2 separate regions of the Oryctolagus cuniculus genome follow, and region 1 is linked to region 2. A link is a contact called in public Micro-C data. All regions are on one chromosome and are shown on one strand. Each heading gives the region's core, a stretch centred on a gene start, on an enhancer-like site or on the middle of the called end of the contact. The rest is flanking DNA. Distances are from core to core; before and after follow the strand shown.

The links. Hi-C and Micro-C count contacts between places; a contact is called where the count stands out from the background.
Region 1: a contact with region 2 is called in a Micro-C map of ear pinna, with 8 times the contacts expected there. The contact joins the promoter of AIFM1 here to the enhancer-like site in region 2. A contact is called at or near these places in 2 of 6 Hi-C or Micro-C datasets (ear pinna and an unstated tissue).

Annotation. Positions count from the first base shown.
Region 1 is chrX:107,840,184-107,844,669 of mOryCun1.1, reverse strand. AIFM1 (apoptosis inducing factor mitochondria associated 1) reads left to right here and starts at 1,562. Exons shown (of 16, transcript XM_002720291.5): 1 at 1,562-2,244. The coding sequence starts at 2,139.
Region 2 is chrX:107,795,050-107,799,526 of mOryCun1.1, reverse strand. No RefSeq gene overlaps it. Among named protein-coding and RNA genes, the nearest start is that of ELF4, 6.2 kb to the right of the region's middle. Within about 2 kb of position 2,301, at least 4 of the 8 cell types and tissues checked have an H3K27ac peak or open chromatin away from gene starts, as enhancers often do. A contact at or near this core is called in ear pinna, where this site is marked.

The DNA.
Region 1 (4,486 bases), core at 313-2,812, 46 kb before region 2:
GCCCAGAGTGCTAGCATCCCATATGGGCACTGGTTGGAGTCCCAGCTGCTCCTCTTCCAATCCAGCTCTCTGCTATGGCCTGGGAAAGCATTAGAAGATGGCCCAAGTGCTTGGGCCCCTGCACCCACGTGGGAGACCTGGAAGAAGCTCCTGGTTGCAGATCGGTCCAGCTCTGGCTGTTGCAGCCATTTGGGGAATGAACCAGCAGGTAGAAGACCTTCTCTCTGGCTCTACCTCTCTCTGTCTAAAATAACACTACCTCTCAAGCAAACATATAAAATATTTTTTTAAAAAAGATCAATGTCTGTTAAGACCTTAAAACATTAAAGAAATATGTTTACCTAATGCTAGAATTGACATTTTCAGTATTTATCCCTCAAAGCAGCTCTAGGTAAAATGTCTCTAATTCCCTGTATTTCTAAACACTTTTTAATCTGCTTAACAAGTAAGGGAACACGGGATCATTTTCACTCAATAAAGACTGAGCTAGACTTCCTAAAACAGTGCTGTAACTTCATTCTGTATCCCCATTCCATAAAATTTGTGTGTGTGTGTGTGTGTGTGTGTGTGTGACTTCATCCTCTATGTGATTAGGCTAAATCTTTTGCCGGTTTAAGTACGGCTCCACCGAACATACCTGTCCTTGTATTCATACTTCTTAGTATATAGTATGTACTCTCTTGTCATCGGACCCTAAAAATGTGCTTTTTTTTTTATACCTCCGGGCCTTTTAATTTACCAAGCAGCAAGGTGCTTCCTATAAGACACATTACAAACATTGGTTCATCTAGACTTCCTCACACCTTGTGAGACTGGCAGATCAGGAAAGTGAGGCGCAGTCAAGTGACCTGCTCTGAATCCAAGGTCACATGCTCAGCCACTCTGAAGGTTACCTTTGATCCCAAAGTATTGGTCATGTGCAGTAACATTCCTGCTCCTCCATGGTTTGCAATTCAGTACTCATCTTCAAGACACAGCGCAAATAACACTTCTTGTGTGATATCCTTCCTTAGTGATTCCACACTCTTCTCTCTCGATCTGGCCCTCATATATTATTTTATATTTAAATGACCAGTATATGTCATCTCCCCAACAAGACAGCGACCAGATCCTGTCTTTTTCCTCTCTGCCAGTCTCTTTTATAGTACAATGCAAGCAGCAAATGCTGAATACATACTTGTTAAACGAATATGCAACCCCAATCTGAAAAAGCCATGTGTTACATTCCGCACACAGCCAAAAACAATTCTTTCCAATCTATCTTATATTTGGCAGCGCCTCACCCAATTCCCCCCACCACTCTGAAAGCCCTACATTCAGATTTCTCCTAGACACTCTGTGTAGCACCAACCATGTTTGCTAGCATCCTGCTCTTCAGCACCTAATCTATAACAGCAGGAGACTACCGCAGTACCTTGTACAGCATCTAGGGCACAGAATTGCATAATATAAAAGTGAAACGGCGAAAGAGCGCGCCGAGTGGTTACTTGCCCCGGAAACGGGCAGGGTGGGCAACTTGTAAAAGACGGAAGTACACTCCGGATTTGCGAAGTCAGGTGGCCCGGCTCGGACCCAGGGAAAGACTGGAAGTGGACCACAGGAAGAGAATCCGGAAGGCTTAAGTGTCTTGTGGCCTAAAAAAGGACAGCGTGCGGTGCTGGGGCCACGCTTTGTGAGGTGCTATGATCAGTTCCCTTTACCGACACAGCGGCAGACACAACCACCAGACAAAGCGGATCCACGAATACCTCTTCGGACAGCATTCCAAAACCGCTCAGCCCAGCCCACCGCCACCGACAGGCGAAAACTTGCTATCTGGAGCTGGCTGGGGGGAGGGGGGCGGTCTCTGGAAGCACGCGGGCAGCTAGGCGCATGCGCAAATCTTTTCCATTTGTGGACCAATCACAAGGTGGCGCCGAGTGCTACGCCTGCGCAATAGGCATCTGCTCGCCGTCCCCCCCTCCCCTGTGTCTAGCAGGCCGGCCTCACTGTCCAATGCCCACCCGGGGCTGGGAGGAGGAGCTTGCGTAGTGTGCGTGTGAAAGGCGGGGGAGCGGGCCGGGGCCCGTGGTGTTTGACCCGGCTGTCGGTGCGTAAGAAGAAAGGGAAGGAGGAGGTCCAGAGTAGCCGTTGCCGAAATGTTCCGGTGTGGAGGCCTTGCGGCGGGTGCTTTGAAGCAGAAGTTGGTGCCCTTGGTGCGGACAGTGTGCGTCCGAAGCCCGAGGCAAAGGAACCGGCTCCCAGGTGACTGACACATCCCGGGCAACCCCCACCTTGACGTCCAAGGGCTTGGGCGCCATAGGCTCCCTTTGCCTCGCAGCGCCCCCCCCCCCCAAAAAAAAACCTTAAAATTGTCACTTTCTCGTGAATTCTTAATTGGCAGAATCCAAACCTGAGTTTTGCAAGCAGAGGAGTTGGCACAATCCTGCCGACCTGACCTTCAAGAGATTTGAACCCAGTAGTTGGCTTGAGGCCTTTTCCTGTGGGGGTTTGCTATGTAGTGGTAACAGAACAAGTGGCCCTCTCGTATTGTCACTGCCTCCCTGCCACCTGCATCCCGCATCTTTAGGGCAATGAGGTCAAGTAGACTTTGCCATTTGCCTTGTGGGAGCCTTTAAACAGAATATTTAAGCCCTATGCCTAAGTTTCTTCCATAACCTTTCAAACCCCAGATGAGATCCAGAGATTTGAGTGCTCCATGAAGCAAATGGTGTAGTACAAATAAGATGTCAGGCGGTTGTGCACCAGCCTCCAAGAGAATGGGTGCAGAATTAATTTGAGAGTCCTGGCCAGTGTCATTCTTGGTGCTCTTTAAAGCTCTAAACAGCTTGCAGCGTGCATTATATTTGCCCTCCAGGAGGTTGCTTGATCAAATTTTAGAGCTGCAAGGGGTTTTGTGGTAAAGTTCAACCCACTCATTTTATGGGTAATAAACTGAGACAGGTGAAATTACTTGCTCAAGGTCACATAGTTAATTAATAGGTAGGGCTAAGGATAGTTTGCCAGACTCTAGGCTCTTATTCCCTTGCTATAACCCCACGTTGCTACCTAGTTTGGCTTCAAAAAGTGAAGGATGAATTTTGTTCCCTCCCCAGTAATTCTCATTGTACCTCAGATAGCCATGAATTTGTCTGAGTATGGCTTGAGCCTACTTTATAAAAAGAAAAAAGATTTATTTATTTATTTATTTGAAAGGCAGAATTAGAGGGAGAGGCAAAGAGACAGCTTCCATCTGCTGGTTCTCTTCCCCAAATGGCTACGATGGTCAGGGCTGGGCCAGGCAGAAGCCAGGAGCCTGGAGCTACATCTGGATCTCCCACATGGGTGTCAGGGGTTCAACTACTTGGACCATCTTCCACTGCTTTCCTGGGTGCATTAGCAGGGAAGTGGACTGGAGGTGGAGCAGCCAGGACTTGACCTGGTGCTTCCATGGGATGCAGCGGCTTAACCTACTGTGCCACAGCACTGGCCCCAATAAGCACAATTTGACAGGGATAATAAGTAATCCACATATACAAGATGCAATTTTTGAATGTCCACCTTAGGGAATTTGCGTTTGCAACATCAAAATTATCCTTGAGGGTTTTAATATGTGAAAGCACCCACCTTATGAGTGCTTTAAAAATGAACAGTGGAAAAACATTTCCCTTGGATTCGTCAAGTGATTGCAAATGTATGTTTGAACAGTTTTTCCTATTGCTGTGGGTCAAGAAAATGTTTCCTGGTAGGTGTGTATGAGTGATGTCCTTGGAAGTACTGCTTTTAGAACTCCTAAACGGATGTCCCATCAATAGATGTCATCTCTGTGGGTTGCTGCATTGAAACGATGGTGCTTTATGCACGCTGCACAGAACTTTACAGAGAAATTGAGATGACCTGAGGATTTTCATTCACACTGGCCTTTCGAACGTTGTGTACTCATTTTGGTTAAGACACCTTCTAGCAGCATTTTGAAGTCCCACCAAAAGTTCTCATTAAATGAAATATACGTTTGCAAAGTTAAATTGATTGATTAGACATTTGAAGGTGGTTGGTAAACATTCGAACTACAGAAAAATATGGGTTCAAACTTTTTTTTTTATTCCATTGCATGGCTTTGTTTGAAGGTACAGTAAAAAATATTCTAACTCCCTGACATAGCTATCTATCACTCTCTACACACTTAACTGTGTTTTTTGGCCATGTACCAGAGTATCCCATCACTTGCCTTTAGTTTCCATAAGAAATGATGATATTCTCGTTTCAGAAATCAACTCTGTTTTGTGACTTGATTACTAATTGCTTTTAATCTGATTTCTTTTTCACATCGCATTTACCATATGTTTTTGCAAAAGTAGGGAAGAGGCGGTGTGCATGCATCATCTCCCTCTCCTCTCCCCGCCTCCACCCCCAATTGTTTGCCAGGATGTCAGCACACTTTAAACCTACCTTGAACCAATCTCATCCATATGTATCAGCATTGTCAGGTTCATTTCTATCATGTGCT
Region 2 (4,477 bases), core at 1,052-3,551:
GAGGTGGCAGGTGGACAACCACCATAGCCCAGGGCCCATCCCAACCATGCCGAGAAAACCCCCTTCATAACACACAAGCCCTGAACCCCGAGACCTGCGCTCACTCCCCACCCCCTCCAGCTCTGAGTCCATGGCCATTTCCACACTGAACATGGCCTTGGCAGAGCTGTGCCCTGAAGGTCGGTGACAAGTGAGTCAGGAAGTCTGTACGCTTCAGCATCTGGCTCTTACAGACAAAAGGAAATTGCATAGTGGAAAAGAATGACAATCCAGTACCCAGATTCTCGGGGTGGGAAAGAATGCTTCCAGGCCACGCCCCTTCCAGAAAGAAAGGAGAGTCAAGGTGTTTCAGACACCAACAGAGCCCCTCCAACTTGAAGCCTTCCCTGGCTGGGGGGGTGGGGGGGTGGTCTGAGGCTTTTGGCTACCTTTAAAAAAAAAGATTTTTATTTATTTGAAAGAATTGCGGAGAGATAGAGATAGAGAGAGAGGTCTTCCATCTGCTGGTTCACTACTGAAATGGCCACAACAGCTGGAGCTGAGCTGAGCCGAAGCCAGGAGCCAGGAGCTTCTTCCAGGTCACCCACGCAGGTGCAGGAGCCCAAGGACTTGGGCCATCTTCTACTGCTTTCCCAGGCAGAGAGTGGGACTGGAAGTGGAGCAGCTGGGACTAGAACTGGCGCTTCAGGCCAGGGCTTTAACCTGCCATGCCACAGTGCTAGCCCCAACTACCTTGTTGAACTAACACACCAAGCAACCAGTGTGGGATTCTGATCTGCCACCCCAGCAGAGGTGTGATGAGCCAAACCAATCTGGCTGCCCCCCCCCCCACGCCCGCATTGAAACCAGTGGCACAAGTGGCAGGGTGAGAACTGGAAATCCTTCACCTCAAAGTTCCCCCACCCCAACCTGAACGGGTTCCAATACTAAGTTCCTGGAGGAAAGGCCCTGTGACCTGGCCTGTCATCAGGACCCCTCACAAGGCAGGGCACCCTTAGGGGTGGGGAATCTTTTCTACTGCCAAGGGCCATTTAGGTATTTATAATATCATTCGTGCACCAGGCAAAATGATCAACTTAAAAATTAGCCTGCTATGGATTTATGGAATTTCAAGGCCCACCTGCGGTTGCCTGGATAAGGCCAGACCAAAGGATTTCGCGGGCCTTATATGGCCCTCGGGGCCTGGCGTCCCCCACTCCTGCCCCATTCTGTCAATGCCCGGCCGATTCATTGGCACAGAAGTTTCCAAAGAAGGGATCAGAGCTTTCGGGTGAACCCCCCCAGTTACTCGTGAGGCCCAAGGGAGAGAAAGAGCACCCCAGACGCTCTCCACTCAGCAGGCGCTTCCCACAAAGGATACCTTAGTGGGACCTTTGCCCAAAGTCGCAAACACGCAGTTCCCTCTCGGGCATTCCCTGCAGGCCTCCGAACAGCGCCAAGCGACCAGGCGGGAAGAGAAGCGCGAGGGTCTCCATGGGGACTCGCGCGTGCCACTTCCCTCCCAGCCGCCCCCCCTCCCCCAAATCTTTGCCTGGAGCCCACAGCCGCCCTGGTACACCGGACAGGACAGGGAAGGTGGGCGGGAGCAGGAAAGTAGGGATTGAGGGGAAGTTTCAAGGGGGCGTGCCGACAGGGGGAGGATTATCGTTCTCATGAGTCAGCGACCAGGCCCGGCGTGACTTCACTGCTTCCCAAGAAGAGGCGCCCGGGGCAGGGCGCAGCTCGGAGTGCGGCAGCGGGAGTGGAAGGTCGGAGCACCGGGTGCCTGAGCGGGATGGGCCTCAGGGCTGGGCCGGCCAGGCCACTCGGGGCTGTCGTGGCACGCCAGCGGGGAAAGCGGGGGAGGTGGTGGGTGGGTGGGGGAGGCAGCCGAGCCCACCTCTTCTGCTCCTCCTCCTCGGAGGCCAATTCCCGCCACCACGCCAAGAGCCGCGCGGAGTGCGCTCCTCCTGCAGGTGGCGCTGCAGAGGCGCCCTGCGGGGAGGGGCGGAGAGCTCAGCCCCCACCGAGAATCCGGGATTTGGGGGGTGCGTGAGCCGCAAAACGAGGTGGCAGGGGAAGGACGTGAGGGGCCACCAGAGCCCCGCCGCCCCTCGAGCCAGCCGCCCCGGACTCTAGAAAAAGCGATGTTCCCATCCAAGGGACGGAAGAGGCGGGAGAGCGACGGGCGGCGCCAGAGACCCGGCCTAGGGCTGGCCAGTGCGCGCTTTTCCGCAGTCTCTCGGGCCGTTTCCCAGGCTCCGCAGAGTTCGAGGCAGCTCTTCGCTTCGGCTAAGGGATTGCGGTTTGCGGGCCGTGTTTGCTCTCCCGGGATGGCGCGCTTGACCCGCGCGCGCGGGCCATAGAATGGAAACTTTGAGTCGCGTCTCGGGCGTTGGGGGTGGGTTTCCTTGCACAGCCGCTTTCTATCTGGCTCCCTTGAGACCAAGAATGCATCTCTAACCCAGGGACACAGACTGTGGCCAGGTCTGGGGCGCAGGATTCATTCTAGATGAGGGTGAGGGGCCCAGCCTCATGCGACAGCAGGGGTTCCGTGTTTGTTAATGCAGCCAAAAAAGAAGAAAGCTGACAGTCCGATCTGGGATTCAAACTTGGGACCTTGGTCTCCGTAGACAGAGCTTTGTGTCGCTAACTCCTTGCAGGCCCCGAGTTCTCGAAGTCCTGTGATGCTGCCTTGGACCTCCCCGCGGTGGTTCATGGCTATGCGGTGGCTGCTTAGTTAGCGTACTGAGAAAATCAGAGCACAAAAATAGCCTGTGGCCAGACACCTTTGAGCTGAAGAGAAGAGGTGTTGGGGGCTTCTCTCCCTCTCCAGTGGCTATTTCCACCGTGCGGCCTTTACGTATAAACTCTGCGGGCAGCGTGTCCCCTTTTTCGGTGCCAAGACATCAAAGCCGCGCTGCGACCTAGGGTTCCGGGTGTCTCTTCTCCCCTGTCAGCTCATCCATCCAACTCTCCTGCTTCCAGGGTGTCCAAAGCCATCTGAGAAAGTTATCTAAAGATTTTTTCCGTAGAGGATGGGGGGAGGGGAAGGGAGTGGGAACCCCACAGGATCCTAAACGTTCCCAGGTTTCACTGTGTGCCAGGAGAAATACCGTCTGTCTCCCGCCCAGACCTCAGAGGCCGGGCCTCCTTCCTACAGGGCGGTGCCCAGCTATTCCTGGAAACCGGCTCCTTTCTGGGAGCCCCCTCCCCAAGGTGCCTGCTCCCAGAGCACCGCTGAGGAAAAGGATCAAATTGGCCAAGCTTGATGCCCCCGCTGCGTCCCCCCCCCCAGCCTCCGCTTTCTGCCGCTCCCCGTCGCCCCCCCCCCCCCCCGCGCCCGCTTTCTGATCCACAGTCCTCAGTCTGCGACCACCCCGCGATGCCACCGGGCTGCGGCTCTCCCTCCAGCCTGGCCCTCCGCCCCACTAGGTGGCTGGGAGAGGATCTGATAGACTAATTTGTGTTAATGTGATAATGGGCACTAATGGGGTCACGTGTGAACCACGGGCCAAGTGCTAGCACAGCCGTCACTGCCTCAAGCCCACGTCCAGGCTGCAGGGATGGGAATTTCAGGCTGACTAATCGCCACCGCCTGCTGGAGGGGGTGGGGGAGTGGGAGGAACCGAAGCCCGGGGGGACGATCCCAGGGTGCTAGTGCGTCCGAGCTGCTGCCTGGGTTTCAGTTTCAGCCTTGGCTGACACTTTCCTCCGCCGAGTGGAATCGCTTTGCTTCCCCCGCAGCCCCTCTCCCTCCCCCGCTGCCCCCCTTTTGCACTGCTGGCCTCCCTCAGTCAAGCCCTTCGCTTCGAGAGATGGGAAGATAATTTGGCAGCCAGCGGGGGGGGGGGGGGATGTACACGTAGACACCCTCCGACGCACAGGCTCACAGCCCCGCTGCCTTGCAGACACACACTTGCACACGCCCTCCACAAACACACAGGCACGCGCGACGGGGCTCGCCATGCACATCGGAGCGCCGAGCACTCGCCCGCCCGCATGCACGCACGCACCACACGCACGCAGGCACGCACGCAACCGGCCGGCCCCGGGGTTGCGGCCTCGCCTCGCCTCGCCGCTGGCTGTGAGAGCCGCCCAGGCACACATGGGTGGGGGAGGCCCAGCCAGAGGCCTCTCCCCCGCACAGACCCACACGCACACCGGCACGAGTTGGAGATGGCTTCCTCAAAAGAGAGCTGGAAAGTTTGCTGCCAGCGAAGGGGCCTAGACATTCCGCGAAATGACTCACACTGCACCTTGTGGACATTAAATGTTGTCTTTTTCTGCGTTAAACACCAACAACCAAGAAGCCTCACCCCCTGCCGTGGGGGCAGGGTGAAGTGGAGGAGCTCTCCCGTCGGGCCTCCGCCTCCGCCAGTGGGGCAGTCCTGAGAGAGCAGAATCTCCTACCTCCTGGTTCATACCTCAGGCCAGGCCTGCCTCTTGGCAGGATGCCAACTGGGTGAACTTGGGGAGCCAGGATGCCTTCCACAGG